Linked DNA regions of Pan troglodytes: region 2 is linked to region 1. Evidence: chromatin contacts called from public Hi-C data. All regions are on one chromosome and are shown on one strand. Each heading gives the region's core, a stretch centred on a gene start, on an enhancer-like site or on the middle of the called end of the contact. The rest is flanking DNA. Distances are from core to core; before and after follow the strand shown. Region 1 overlaps DCAKD (dephospho-CoA kinase domain containing). Region 2 overlaps ADAM11 (ADAM metallopeptidase domain 11).

Region 1 (4,017 bases), core at 706-3,205:
GGGCACAGGAACAGTTCTGGGAGAGATGTGATGGGAGGAGGTGGGGCTGGCAAAGAGGCATCCAGGTCGGCATAGAAGGCAGAGGTAGATTCAGATCCAAGGAAAGAGGAGGGGAGCTGGGGTCCTTTCATCTGAGTGAAATTTTCTTGAGGGCGAGGCAGGAGCTGAGGCAGAGGAGCTGGGAAGGTGAGGGAGGGGGCCCTTGGCCTTTCCCACATTTCTGTGCCCCACCTTCCAGGGTGGAAGACTTACTCCTTCACCAGATGAGGCTGCTGCTAGTTCACTCAGCTGTGGGCTGTGGCCCCTTTCCTCCCCCCTCCCTGTCAACCCCTTCCCCTGTCCTCCTAGGTACCCCTTGGCCCACAGCGGGCTGTTAGAGCACAGGTCTTGCTTGTGTGGACCCTAGCCTCCAGGCCCTCAGATGCCCACTCCTTGGTGCATAGGGCTCTGGGAGAGGGTGGTCCTGCTATCTCGGCTTCTATCCCTTTTGACACTAAGATGCCTCGCTTTCCGGACCCTCAACCACACTCAACTCCCAGCTCTGTCTCTCTTAGTGGCTTGGGGCACCAATCTCCCCATCACACAGAAGTTGGATCCAGAGCTCCGCATGAGGCTGAGGATGAGCCTAGGGCTGGCCTGCCCCTAGGAGCCTCCCCCACCCCCCACCCCTCAGGGGTGGGGGGCTGCAGCACTCCCAGCCTTCTGCCTGAAGCCCGTTCCCAGCCTGCAAGCTGGGCGCCTGCTCCCTTGAATTCCCTCCCTCCCTCTCCCTTCCTGAGCGCTGAGCTGTGGAGCAGAATGATTTCCTGTAATTGGCCAGCAATCCGGCCGCCCGACTTGTTCTATCGACATGCTGGTTAGCTGGAAATTGTATTGGAATCTAAGTGACTGGGAGCGGAGGGGAAGGTGGGGAGCAAAGAGAGGCGGTTTGGGTCCCAGCTGGGTGCAGCCTCAGCTCTGCAGGTGGGATGAGGAACCACCAGCCATGTCTCTCCTGGAAGGAGCAGGAAAGCAACCTATAGCACCACATCACCTCCTTCCTTTTGCTCCTTCTCTCCCACCATGTCCGGGGGTCTCCCTGCCCACTCCTATATGCCCCCATGGCCTGAAGTCATCACTGCCATCGCATTCCCCCTCCTGCTCTGAGACTGTTTCCTTCTGACCTAAAGTGCCTTGGTGAGAACTAGGGGCGCTCAGCAGCGCGCCTATCCTGCTCCCATTCAATTTCTAGCCATGGAGGCTCATCATGGAAGGTCCTAAACCTTTCCCTGCCTCTGCCCTGCCCCCCATGAGGAGAGAGAGAGAATGAACATTTGAAGAAGAGTTGTCAATTACTAAAGAGCCAAAGTGTATAATGGGGGCAGTGCAGATAGCCGGAGGAGCACTGTACTGGGAGTCAAGAAGCTTGGTGGTTATACCTGTTGGCTACTTAGGCCCCTTGGCTCAACCTCTGAGCCTCTGTAAAATTCTGGACCTGTCTGCCTCACACAGCTGGGAGATTTCAAGGGGATAACTGGAACGTACTTTGTAAACTGTGAAACTGCGAATGACCCTCGGGCCAGTCGGGCCTGGGGGTGGGGGTGTTTTAGAGGCCTGCCTGCGCCCTTCGTCCCCCGCCCAGAAGGCGTGTGCGTCTTCACCCTCGCTGGTGTCTTATTGCTCCGCTCCGGGTGCTAAGGCCCAAAGTGAGGGAACGGAACGCGGAGGCTGCAGGGTCCCGTCGCCGTCGCGGTGGGTGGGCAGGGGACACGCCCTTTGGCACCCAGGGCCCGCAGCCCAGGCTCAGAGGACGTGGGCGAACAACGCACCTTTTGAGTTAGCGCTCAGGGTCAGGCAGAGCCTCCGCGCCCACCTGGCCCGCGCTCCCGCGGCAGCTGCTCGGCAGGAGTCTGAGGCCGCCCGCGGCCTGGGAGGAGGAAGATTAGGCCGCTCGGCGAGCGCCCGCCGCGGAGGCCCGGCCCAGCCCGGGAGGGTGCTGCCACCTGCCGGCCGAACGGCAGGCCGCCGGCTCGGGCGCGGGCCTGGGTCCCGGAGGCCCGACCTCTGCAGTTGCTGAGCGGCCTCAACTTCAAGTCCCCTTCGGAGAAAGTAGTCCTTCTTTTAAGGCCGTCTTGGACCCCCAAGGCCGGGAAGGGGATCCTGGGGCAAGGAGGCAAAAGGAGCTGGAGAGGGAGCTCTGGCAAGGCCCGGGCAGGGCAGGGCTGAATTCGAGGTTTCTCCACACCTGCCATGCTCTGACATTCCTGCTTCAAACCCAGCTCACTGGGTCAGGGAAGAAGTTAATTCTCTGGAACTTTACAGTTTGCTAAGGGTTTTCAGTGTCCTCCACTATGAAGCCTAACGATGTATGAGTAGAAACTAAAGGCAGGAAGTCACATGGCAAGCGGAGCCGGAATGCGAGCCCAAGGCCCAACCCCAGGCTCCAGCTCCTCCTGACAAGAGGCTCAGGGCACAGGAGAGAGTTCAGAAGCCTGGCTCTGCAACCTGGACCAAATCCATCTTTGAGCCTGGGATGGAAATAATCAGTGTTATGTTAACTATAGGGTCTTACACATCCAGCAGTGCCTGGCATGCTGCCAATACTAGGAAGTGCCATTTCCTCAATTATTGGGGTGATAGGGCACTGTGGGGGTCCATACCTTCCCTCTCCTTTCCCCGTCCTGGTGGATCGCACCAAACCGAGGAAGTCGCAGGCTCCTGCCACCCTCATCCTGCCTGGCCACCCACCCGGCAGCCCACCACTGCCTTACCCGGCCCTTCTTTGCCCCTTAGGGGTTTGCAGCAAGTTAATGAGCTAGACTCAGCACAAGCGGCTCTGGGAAAGGGGGCACTAAGTATGGCCACCACAGCGTTTGCATCCGTCACACTCATTTCTAGCCTTAATAGGCTTCTGGCTGCAGGATCAACCCATCAGCAAGTCTGCAGGCCCTGGCAGGGAAGGCTTATGTCTGCGCTGGTCTAATTGGGTTGGGGAAGGCAGATGGGGAGGCGGGGCAAGAAGGTGTGACGCTGCCTCAGCCCTCTACCCACCTCCCACAAAGGTGCCTCGGGCCTGGCTGCAGTCCTCCTGGGACCCAGGGAGAAGCCTGATGGCAAGTGTACCTTCTGGGGCCCTCACCTCCCCCTGAGCTCCGGGAGGACTCCAGCCCAGTGTGGGAAGAAGCCAAGTCTGGGAATCTTGGTTGGTCTGGGGCATTTCAGATCAACACACTTTATTAAACACCAACAGCGGGCCAGGCTCTGCACTAAGAACACAGAGATGAATAAGACACTGTCCCTGTCCCTAGAGGGCTTACAGTCTAGTAGGAAAAACCAGGCAAGTTTCAGCTAATTACTGTACTGTTGGATTAAGGTAAAATGTTGAGGGGGAGTTGGTATCCTAGACCACCTAACCCAGCCTGGGGCTTTAGACAGTGCCTGAACTGAGAGCTAGTTGTAGGTTAAAAAAAAAAAAAAAAAAAAAAGGAAGAAGAAATAAAAGAAAATAAAAGGTATCCCAGGCCAGGAGCAGCAGGTTGAAGGCACAGAGGCAAGAAACAGCAAGGATGGTGTACACGGAATACCAAGAGGTCCAGGCGAGAAGTAGGGGTGGCAGGCAATAAGCAGGATGTGGGAGCACTACACAAACCCTACGTGGGGAGAGGGGTCTCCCAGAAGAGGCTGGTCCTGCCTGGCTACAGCGTTACCCACGAGAGAATCCTTGCTGCTTGCTGGCAGCAAGCCATACTGGGGTCCTGGGCCTTCAGTATCAAAAATATCTCAACCTAGGGGAGGGCCTTGTTGACTCTGTTTGAACATGGAAACCCTTGGTCCAACATGATTTCCCGTGGTCCACTGAGGAGGTTTAGGCCATAATGGGGTAGGTGCTTAGAGAGGATTCAAGCCCAGTGAACCCTTGGCCTCCCAGCTCTGAGGAGGGCCACAGAGCCAGTATTCCCTACCCCCACCCACAGAAATGTATAGCAGTCTCTGACTGTTGCTTTCACACACCATCACGGTTGCTGTTCTGTAGGTGCT
Region 2 (4,017 bases), core at 970-3,469, 250 kb before region 1:
CGAGTCTGTTCCTGGCTTGGCCATGAGATCAGTCAAACATGGGAGGGACTGATTCCAAGTGCCCACCCACCCCCCAGGTCCGCCGGGGCCACCCTACAGTGCACAGTGAAACCAAGTATGTGGAGCTAATTGTGATCAACGACCACCAGCTGGTGAGTGCCAGGGCAGGGACAGGGGGTGACACTGGGAGACCCCTGAGGAGCCTCGCCCTCCTCCCATTCTTCTCTCTCCCAGTTCGAGCAGATGCGACAGTCGGTGGTCCTCACCAGCAACTTTGCCAAGTCTGTGGTGAACCTGGCCGATGTGGTAAGCAGCTCTCCCTCCCTCCCTTCCCTCCTCCTCATGCCCCCCACCCCACCACACACATTAGGGGGCACTGTCAGCCCCTGGCTCCCACTTCCTGGAGAGAACAGACAGGCCCTCCTCCAGCCCTGGCCCCAACACCCACTCCCACCCTCCAGCCCCCTCATCTTCTCCCCAGATATACAAGGAGCAGCTCAACACGCGCATCGTCCTGGTTGCCATGGAAACATGGGCAGATGGGGACAAGATCCAGGTGCAGGATGACCTCCTGGAGACCCTGGCCCGGCTCATGGTCTACCGACGGGAGGGTCTGCCTGAGCCCAGTGATGCCACCCACCTCTTCTCGTGAGTCCCCCGCCCTGCACCTCCTGCCAGCCTCTGCTAGTTGCTACAGTGCTTGGGATTACTTAACACCTGCCCTGTGCTGGCTGCTCCTCTCAGAGTCTGGGGACTGGGCTCACCTGGCACCTGCCACCTACCCCCAGCCACATGCAACAGCTGGGCATCATCCCCTGAATCTGAGGTTGATGCCCTTGTCTTAGCCCTGGTGGCCCTCTTCTGCCTCTCACCTCCCCTTAGTTCTGTCTTTCCCCTTTCAAACTGTCCCAGCATCCCTTCCTCAGGGACCCAGTGCCCTAGTAGGGAAAAAAAATCTAATAAAAGGGCCTTGCAACTAGAGATGGTCTACTGGGAGCCTCTCCTTTGCCTTATGGGCAAAAGAACCCAAGGAGGGGCCAGGCGTGGTGGCTCATGCCTGTAATCTCAGCACTTTGGGAGGCCAAGGCGGGTAGATCATTTCAGGTTACGAGTTTAAGACCAGCCTGGCCAACATGGTGAAACCCCATCTCAAAATACAAAAATTAGCCAGGTGTGGTGGTGTGCACCTGTAGTCCCAGCTACTCGGGAGGCTGAGGCAGGAGAATCGTTTGAACCCAGGAGGTGGAGATTGCAGTGAGCTGAGATGGTGCCACTGCACTCCAACCTGGACCACAAGAGTGAAACTCTGTCTCAAAAGAAAAAAGAAAAAGAAAAAGAAAGAAAAAAAAGAACCCAAGGAGGGGTGGAAGGGTCTTGCCTGGGGTCACCAAGGCTGATGTAAAGGGCCAGGCTCACCTCCCGAGGAAGGACTCTAGTGTGAGGGGCTCCCCAAGGCCCCACCACCACCCGGGGAGCCACAGGGGAGGGCAGGAGGCCATCCTGACAGCGCACTCCCTTCCAGGGGCAGGACCTTCCAGAGCACGAGCAGCGGGGCAGCCTACGTGGGGGGCATATGCTCCCTGTCCCACGGCGGGGGTGTGAACGAGGTGAGCAGTGAGGGGACATGGCTGGGGTGGCGGCTGAGGGAAAGGGGCTTCAGGGGCACGACGTGCCTGTTGGAAGATGTAGACATCTGTGCCCCATCTTCCCCACCCCCAGTACGGCAACATGGGGGCGATGGCCGTGACCCTTGCCCAGACGCTGGGACAGAACCTGGGCATGATGTGGAACAAACACCGGAGCTCGGCAGGTATCCTCCCCCGGAGGCCCCCGTGTGGCCCACGCCCAGCAGCTCTGGAACGGGAGGGTGACAGTGGGAGGGGTGGTCCTTGGCCTCCCTCATATCCGCCTGGCTCACCCCTCAGGGGACTGCAAGTGTCCAGACATCTGGCTGGGCTGCATCATGGAGGACACTGGGTGAGTTCTTGGGGACAAACCGGGGGAAGGTCTTGGGCGAGGGGAGTCTTAGAGCGAGCATTGTTTGGCAGTCTGGACCAGGGGGCTCAAGAGGCCCAGCTCACAGAACCACTCAGGATCCCAAGAAGCCCAGTTTTCCGCAAACACTGCCCCGGGAGACCCAGATTTCCCTGCTGGGACACCAAAACCGGCCAGGCTGCAGTGCGCATCGTGGCCACTGGGCGCCGCCCAAGCCTCGCATGGAGACACCTTCCCTCCAGCGCGGCTGCGAGTCCCCAGGTTCAGCGGAGGGGATGGGAGCGACAGGGACAGGCGGGAGGATTCTGGTGCAATCCCGGGGCAGATCCTCCGCCTCCTCGCGATGGTGACGAAGTCCCCCAGTGTACCCCCTCCCCAGCCTTGAGAGGGGTGAGGGTGGGTTGGAGGGGAGCAGCCAGCAGCACCTCCCCTCGCCCTATCCAGGTTCTACCTGCCCCGCAAGTTCTCGCGCTGCAGCATCGACGAGTACAACCAGTTTCTGCAGGAGGGTGGTGGCAGCTGCCTTTTCAACAAGCCCCTCAAGGTACCAGCCCCGCGGCGGGGAGCATGGGAGCGGGCCCTGGGCGGGGTCCGGGCCAGACTCCCGACCTGTCCTCCCGGTCCAGCTCCTGGACCCCCCAGAGTGCGGGAACGGCTTCGTGGAGGCAGGGGAGGAGTGCGACTGCGGCTCGGTGCAGGTGAGCGGTGGTGCGGGCGCCAGGTGGGGAACCGGGATGCGGGGGTGGGCACGAGGGAGCGTCCGAGTGGGAGGATTAGGGCTCGCCCGCCTCCTTCCCCTTCTCCCGCGTCCCTCAGGAGTGCAGCCGCGCAGGTGGCAACTGCTGCAAGAAATGCACACTGACTCACGACGCCATGTGCAGCGACGGGCTCTGCTGTCGCCGCTGCAAGGTAAGCAGGACCGGCCGGGAGGCGGGGCCAGGACGCAGGAGGAGCGATTGGAGGCCTTCATATAAGGGGTGGGAGCTAGGGAGGGAAGCGGAGCCTTAGGGGACGAAGGCCTCTGGGGCAGGGCTTGATGCGAAGACAGTGCCAATGGGGAGCAAGGGGCGGGGCTGAAGGATGTTGAAGGCGGGGCTACGAGGAGCGGGAAGGGAAGGCTGCCCAGAATCAAGGAGGGGCGGGAAGGTGGGCGGGCTTGGGGGCGGTGCTGAGTGCGCTGGGAGCGAGGTGGGGAGCGTTCAAGAGGTGGTGGGAGCAGGGAAATAAGAACAGGCCTGAAACGGGGCCCTGGGGAGCTGGAGGGCCCGGGGATGTGGGGGTCCAGAGACCGGGGGGCCTGGGGAGGGCAAGGCCGAGGCATCCATCCTGCCTGACTCGAGGAGCGCGTCTCTTCCCTAGTACGAACCACGGGGTGTGTCCTGCCGAGAGGCCGTGAACGAGTGCGACATCGCGGAGACCTGCACCGGGGACTCTAGCCAGGTCCGCCCGGCCCCGCCGTCTTGTGGAGCCCTGGGCGAGGCAACCCCTACCCTTGTCGATTTGGTTTTCCCGGACGAGTGCTCAGCACTCCCCTCCTCTCCACAGCTGGCATCGACCTCCACTGATCAGACTGTTTTCTTATCTGAGAAAGGGGTTCTTCATGGTCCTGGCCTTGTTCCTTCAATCATTAAACCAGAATGTATCGTCTGGCTGGTATTCCCAGCGCCTGGCCCGGTGCCTGGTGTAGGTTAGGGATCAGAGTAGATGATAATATTAGTTAACATCTATTACAACCTAATTACATGCCAGGCATTTATCTCCCAGCCCTACGAGGGAGGGAGGCTGGAGCGGCTCTGGGGCTTGCAAATCCGTGTGGTCTGGGTCCAGAACCAGACAGATCGCTTGTCCTAGGCGTGGAAGAGCCCTGTGGCATGAGCCCCCAATGGGGGGCACTTGGTACCCCAGCATTCCTCCCTGGGGCAGCCCTCAGCTCCAGTCCTGGGGCTGCTCTGCTCAACCCCACCCCTCTCTCCACAGTGCCCGCCTAACCTGCACAAGCTGGACGGTTACTACTGTGACCAT

Evidence for each region. Hi-C and Micro-C count contacts between places; a contact is called where the count stands out from the background.
Region 2: a Hi-C map of stem cell-derived neural progenitor cells shows a contact between it and region 1, with 9 times the contacts expected there. The contact joins two enhancer-like sites. A contact is called at or near these places in 2 of 7 Hi-C or Micro-C datasets (induced pluripotent stem cells and stem cell-derived neural progenitor cells) and 1 of 1 datasets of contacts at active chromatin or transcription factors (stem cell-derived excitatory neurons).

What each region holds. Positions count from the first base shown.
Region 1 is chr19:22,808,674-22,812,690 of NHGRI_mPanTro3-v2.0_pri, reverse strand. DCAKD (dephospho-CoA kinase domain containing) reads right to left here. Exons shown (of 5, transcript XM_016931617.4): 5 at 3,183-4,017. Among named protein-coding and RNA genes, the nearest start is that of DCAKD, 35 kb to the right of the region's middle. Within about 2 kb of position 1,955, at least 8 of the 24 cell types and tissues checked have an H3K27ac peak or open chromatin away from gene starts, as enhancers often do. A contact at or near this core is called in stem cell-derived neural progenitor cells, where this site is marked.
Region 2 is chr19:23,056,208-23,060,224 of NHGRI_mPanTro3-v2.0_pri, reverse strand. It overlaps ADAM11 (ADAM metallopeptidase domain 11), which reads left to right. Exons shown (of 27, transcript XM_016931629.3): 9 at 78-152; 10 at 235-306; 11 at 482-648; 12 at 1,523-1,607; 13 at 1,720-1,810; 14 at 1,926-1,977; 15 at 2,440-2,539; 16 at 2,622-2,693; 17 at 2,812-2,904; 18 at 3,355-3,435; 19 at 3,973-4,017. Among named protein-coding and RNA genes, the nearest start is that of ADAM11, 16 kb to the left of the region's middle. Within about 2 kb of position 2,219, at least 18 of the 24 cell types and tissues checked have an H3K27ac peak or open chromatin away from gene starts, as enhancers often do. A contact at or near this core is called in stem cell-derived neural progenitor cells, where this site is marked.